2 separate regions of the Gossypium hirsutum genome follow, and region 2 is linked to region 1. A link is a contact called in public Hi-C data. All regions are on one chromosome and are shown on one strand. Each heading gives the region's core, a stretch centred on a gene start, on an enhancer-like site or on the middle of the called end of the contact. The rest is flanking DNA. Distances are from core to core; before and after follow the strand shown. Region 1 holds the start of LOC107902292 (calmodulin). Region 2 holds the start of LOC107950900.

Region 1 (3,204 bases), core at 289-2,788:
TCCTTTGCAGGTAAATCACTTTTTGAACACTGCTTCATTAAATAAATCTTTACCCTATTTGACTAGTGAGTTGTCTAGTGATGTCTGCATGTATTTATGTCATACACTCTGTATTATGAGCCAAGGATTCAAAATGTGGTGAAAGGTTCTGTACATTGTTACAAATATACAACTATTTTACCTTCTGTTTAAGGAGCCATAATCATAAGCCGCAACTAATCCTCAGAATAGCCTCGGTTCTTTTTATCCTGAATTGTTCAAATTCTGGTTCTGCCTTTGTTGTTCAGTCAAAGAAGCTCTCAGTCAACAATCAATAAATAAGTTTACTTTGGCACATAATTGATAAGTGTTTTCTAATAGCCCCTTGTAATCATCTCTCATTCATCTCCCACCTCGGTCTTTCGTGATATGAAGATGGAATTGATTTCTTTGGTCTATGAGATTATCTAGATCTCTTCTAGTCTTTTAGGTGCATACATTTTCAGATGATGCTTGATTACTGGAACTGAAAGAAGAGCTATAAGATGTATGGAACTGATGTATTTGGTACAGCTCTACCGATTTGTGTTTACTGTATTAAACTCTTTACTTGGTTCAGCATCATGGACATTGGATTGTAGATAACTATCTTGATTCATTCAACCCTAAGCCCCAATCCATTCTTACTGTGCTGTTAATATAACCTGGGCTATATTTTTATTATACTGTTAACATTGAGCTCATGGGATATAATATACTTTCTGCATCTGGCACTCACCGGTGAACATGAATTCATGGAACTGAAGTGAAAGCAATCATCATTTAATTTTTGATTTTATCATTCTTTATCTTATGCAGCTTGGACCTAAGGCAGAGGATGTATCAAAGCCGGTAAATCCGTTTGTATTTCTCTTACGCTTCATGTTGGGTGCCACTGCAGCAGCATATTATGTACTGGTTCCTATCTACATGTGGCTCAAAGATCAAATTGTACCAGAGGGTCAACCAATCTAAAGAAAGAAATGAACTTCTGCTGTTCTGCCCTTCCAAGTTGCATACATCTCTTTAGTATATATATATATATCCTATGCTAGACCATGAAGGGTGTTTTGCATTTCTGAAATAAAACCTAACCTTTCAAGTAAATTCAACCTCTTCTTTTTTCTTTAGCTTTGGATATATTTTCGTCAATGTCCGTTTTATGGTTCATCAAAACCAGTCGTCCCTCCTAAGTTTTGGATATACTTTAAAGCTGCATCTATAAATGAATAATAATATGAGATGTTTTATATTTGAGTTTGTGTGTCACTTAATTTCTTTCCGAAAACTTTATTTCTTGGATATTTTATCTGCCAAAACCATCTGAAATACTCAATTGATCTGAAATGGATATGTTTGTTCAACATTGACTGCCACTTTTTCATTTTTCTTTTCCAATTAGCCAGTATTTAAATCATCATTTGTAATCATGATTATTTTAAGCAATCGAATTTGCATCTATCTCTATCATGTGATGCCTAGAAAAACAAATTCTACTACAATACTTTTGACCACTGTGTTGAATAACCTTTTCTATAATCGAATTCCCACCTTTACAATCTTTTTGTTCGCACGATTGTGATGTCGATCAATTAAATAGCTATGCTAACTAAACTAAACTAAAGAAAGAAAGAAAAAAAAAGGGTGATCCTGTATCTTTATTCAATAGGTTGCACTAATTTTCTAGAAAATTCTTTCTTTGAATACAACTTAGACTAATCCAAAAAGTTTTTGTCTCATTTTTTTTCTTACCCACTCCCTTTTTATATATAATCTTACATAGAAGGCCAGTATCACATTCCCATTTCTTCATTCTTCGACACAAGCATAGAGTTTTCATTAGTTCAGCATGGCAGATGATCAAGTTGCCGAGTTTCGGGAAGTGTTTTGCTTGATCGATAAAGATTCAGATGGTATGCCATCATTCCTTTTTTGGGTATGAGACCCTTCGATATCTAGTCACGTTGCAGTCGAACTAGGTCGACTGATGTTGGGCATACTTTTCCATTCTTTGAAACACATGTTTACATTGATGTAAAATTATTGCAGGTTTCATTACCATGGAAGAGCTGGCATCAGTGATCCAGACATTAGATGATGCAAACCCTATAAAAGAAGATCAAAACATGATGATGATGATGGTGATTAACGAGGCTGATGATATTGAAAGAAAAGGGAAGATTGACTCTGTAGATTTCGTGAATATTATGGCTAGAAAAATGCAGGTAAATAAAAATAAAACCAATAATGCTCATGTTTTGTTTTGTTTGATGAGGCAAATAATGAATTGAACTTGTAGGAAAATGAGGTGGATGAGCTAAAAGAAGCTTTCAAAGTATTCGACCGGGATCAAGATGGATTTATATCAGCAAATGAGGTTTAAACACACACTGTAACATATCTTTCTTTGCAACATTGAATCATTGGTACATGGAGTTGACCAAAAACCCATGTTTGAAATGCAGTTAAGACAAGTAATGATGAACATGGGAGAAAGACTGACAATGGAAGAAGCAGAACAGATGATCAGAGAAGCCGACTTAGATGGTGATGGAGTTGTGAGCTTTGATGAGTTTGGAAGGATGATGATGGTGACCCTATGAAACTCTTTCATGGATTTGCTTTCTTTGTCGGATATGTCCCCTTCATAGCCACCTATTGTCAGATTGCAAATAACTGTAACCCTTAGATAGATGGTGATACATTTAATAAATAACATCTATACTTCGAGCCTAACCATTCTCCATCATTTATTTGTCTGATATTATATAATAAAAATATGTTATATATACTTCGTTTACAAAAAAAGAAAATAAAAATAAAACTGCGGCTCATCGCGCGAGTAGTATCATTTTCTTGTTCATACCTTCCGCTAAATATCTTTTGCGTCAAGTTACAGAAACTCAAACCTCACATGACACCTACCTATACACTATCCACACAAATCTATAAATAATTATATAACATGGTTGTATGTACAAATTATCTAGGTAAAAGTACCATAAAACTCCTATATTATATCTTAGATTATATTTTAGTTTCATTACTGAAAAATAAATAATTTTACGTTAAAATTGTGCTATTAAATGCTTGTTTTAGTGTTTATATATAAAGGTTAAAAAAGTCTTACTAACCAATTAAGAAGCCTTAGTAAATTAAAAAAAATTTAAAGTCAAAAAGCTTTTA
Region 2 (3,204 bases), core at 505-3,004, 160 kb after region 1:
CAAACTATATTAACATGATAAAAACATTAACTATATATATACTACTAAATACGAAATAGACTACGTTAATATTATATAATTCAAATTTAAATAAAAAAATATCTCTGCTTCTAATCGCCGGTCTAATAGAAGCCGTATATCTTAAAGGTCAGTAGGTAATCCCACTTAACTTAGCCCATGGTTTCACCTATTTAAATAACTTGTCAGCATAATAATATTTATTTAAATAAATCTTATTATTAAAATGTCTACTAAATTTTATCTTGTTACGAGTGGGAATGTATACAAGTAGTTTGCTCGAGAACATAAAAATGAAAATTAGTACCGCATCCATGATTGCAATAGTAAAATCCAACTACCAATTTTGATTTTTCCTAGTTGTGTCGCTCGACATATCTCTCGGTACAATGTTACCAACACGACAAACCTCCAACTGAAGTTTCAACAACCATCTTAGATGGACGAGTGTTCATGACTTGTCCGGCATTAGGATACCCTTGATGATCTGAAGGATGTACGTCCAAGTGTGTCATTCTCTTTTGACTTCAGTCGAATCCTCATCCAGCGCGGCGAAAGTTGTTCTTATCCAAGCTATTTTGATCCGACCTCCGTAAATTGTTTCCGAAACTGAACCCAAAAGTTCACCACATATGCCTTGTCACTCACCAGACTAAACAGACCTGGTGACTACTGACCCATCTATGGTCAAACCCAACTGTAAATGCACGTCCTCTAGAGTGATAGTACACTCACCATATGGAAGATGAAATGTGTGCATCTCGGGTCTCCACCTCTCCACCAATGCGCCTACGAGTTTTGAGTCCAACTTACATCCCCGGCCTACAAGGGCCATGTGCCAAAACACTGGTTTCCCTTAAATATGTTCAATCGACGATGATGGAAGACTGAGTGGATTACGGATATAGCATTGAAAAATTCGATATTTCGCCTATTTACGTAAAAAATCAAAATATTAAGTTAATATATAACAATGAAATAAAAAATTAAACAAAAATTGAAATTTATTAAAATTTATTCTTACCATTTGCAATTGAATGACGAAAATGTACTTGTCATCATGATTGATTAGAGAATCGACCATTGCTAATTATATAGAACACGAATTAATTTAAAAAATATATTTTCAGAAAATATTAATAAAAAATCTAATAGAAAATATAATTTAGATTTTTGAAAAAAAATTGAAAATTTGAAAGAATTTTGAGAGTGGTTTGAGAAATTGAGAGAATTTTATGAGAAATGAGTAAGGGTGGGGGTTTTATAGTTTTTTTTTTACCATTGGAGAGGGGACAACAGCTATTTAAAATAGTCGTTGGAAAAGTATCCATTGAGGGGAAAACACTTCCAAAATAGTCGTTGGAAAAGTATCCATTGAGGGGAAAACGCTTCCAACTAGAAGTGTTTGGAAGCGTTTTACTAGTGACACACAAAAAGTACTTCCGGCTGAAATCGTTTTTCTAGATTTCACCTAAAAATACTTTCAGTCCTAAATCGGTCTATACCCATAAATATTTCAAAAATCAGCTTATTCTAGTAATTTTAAAAAAAATCAGCATTTTTTTAGTAATTTAATCAGAAGTCATGATTCGGCCCATTGATGTGTATTCTTTGGAAAGAAAGGGCCATCGAAAGTCTATGATAGACCTAGACCTGCTTTTTACAATCAAATGAAACTTAAGAAAGCCTTGTTGGGACTCTCTCAGGCCTCAACGCTCCAATGGTTCACTTCTCACTCAAATAAAATCCAAAGGCCGAACTACGAAATTCTTCAGGCTGAAAAGCTTTTTTTTTTTTTAACGTGAAAAGCTTGTTACAAATTAGTGAAAAAATAAATGGAAGACTCTGTACGACTCCAGAGCTTCGATCAACTCCCATCAGCTGCACAGTTCGCCTCTCAGATTGAATCTCGAAATGTTCCCGCCGTAATTTTTCTGTTTTCTCAACTTTTTGTTTCTTTTTTCCCTTTCTCTGTTCGTTTTTCGAGAAAAATTGGTCCGAACTTTTTTTTTCCTTTTGCTAATTTATATAAGCGGTAGTTGCTTCAATCTTAGTTCATTGATTTTTATTTCGTTTTGAAAGGTGTTCGTTGGATGCGTTAAGGACTGGAAAGCCGTTTCCAAGTGGAATCCTTCTAATGGAGGCCTCGGTTATCTGGAGGTTTGCTTATCCTTTTATAATTACTACAATTTTTATGCTCGCTTTTCGAGTCAAAATATTTTAAGTTGCTGGATTTTTAGTAAAATGGATAACGTTTTGGAAGTAAATAATATTTTTGTATATAATGTTGAAAGACATAATTATGCATTGAGTTTCAAATCTAGAAAAGTAGCACTAGTTTTACATTTGTTTTATTTACATCTGTGATAGTCTATTCAATAAGTTAATTAATAGGCAAGAGCTTGAATTAGTGCGTTATACATGTTGGATATGGTTTCTAGAGTTACATTTTTTTAGTGGAATTGTGCATTTTATATATTCAATTAAAGTATTTATTTTAGTATTTTTCTTGTTTGAGTATAACTTTAGGAACGGGTAGGATCATTCATGGTGGAGGCTATGTTATCTCAAACTGCACCGGTGTTTTACGGTGATCTTAGAAGCCATGAGAGGGTAATTCACTAATTCTCATGTTCTTCATACACTGAGGCTTGTGATACATTTTCTCTCTTGGGTGGATGCGAGAATTGTGATCAATTTGGTTTTGCATTTGTTTACAGGTTCCATTACCATTTTCCACTTTTATTGCCTTTTGTAAATGGCATAGGCAAAATGTCGGTAATTCTTGCAGTATTAATTCTAATTCACAAGGGCATCAACTTGAAGAATCTGACACAGAGCAAGGCTGTTCACCATTTGTAGATGCTGCTCCAAAACAAATCTACCTAGCACAGGTCGCTACTCAAAGTTCTGTGATCACTGACGTCTCTGTTAACATTTTTTTCTGCTTTTGCTTTGTTTATTTAATATGTTGAGACCAGATGGATTTCACTTTTCCTGTGTGTCCTTCATTTCAATTTTCTTTTTAAGCATGAATGTAATTGTTGAATTTTTATACTTCCGATTCAGATTCCAATTATAAATGCTGAGAATGAAGAGAGAGTTCAATTGGAAACTCTACAGGAGGACATTCAGTTGGTCTGCATATTTCTTTCTCAACTGCTTGTTATTACTAGTTAGTTCTCT

What was found. A called contact is a pair of places that touch in the nucleus more often than the background predicts.
Region 2: a contact with region 1 is called in a Hi-C map of leaf, with 3 times the contacts expected there. The contact joins the promoter of LOC107950900 here to the promoter of LOC107902292 in region 1. A contact is called at or near these places in 6 of 34 Hi-C or Micro-C datasets (anther, callus, hypocotyl and 1 more).

Annotation. Positions count from the first base shown.
Region 1 is chrA08:11,126,509-11,129,712 of Gossypium_hirsutum_v2.1, forward strand. It overlaps LOC107902292 (calmodulin), which reads left to right and starts at 1,539. Exons shown (of 4, transcript XM_041075847.1): 1 at 1,539-1,954; 2 at 2,068-2,243; 3 at 2,318-2,395; 4 at 2,484-2,754. The coding sequence starts at 2,079. The coding sequence ends at 2,621. It overlaps LOC107902204 (2-methyl-6-phytyl-1,4-hydroquinone methyltransferase, chloroplastic), which reads left to right. Exons shown (of 3, transcript XM_016828445.2): 2 at 1-10; 3 at 838-1,275. The coding sequence ends at 993.
Region 2 is chrA08:11,282,632-11,285,835 of Gossypium_hirsutum_v2.1, forward strand. LOC107950900 reads left to right here and starts at 1,755. Exons shown (of 16, transcript XR_001698261.2): 1 at 1,755-1,943; 2 at 2,101-2,178; 3 at 2,548-2,631; 4 at 2,739-2,912; 5 at 3,088-3,156.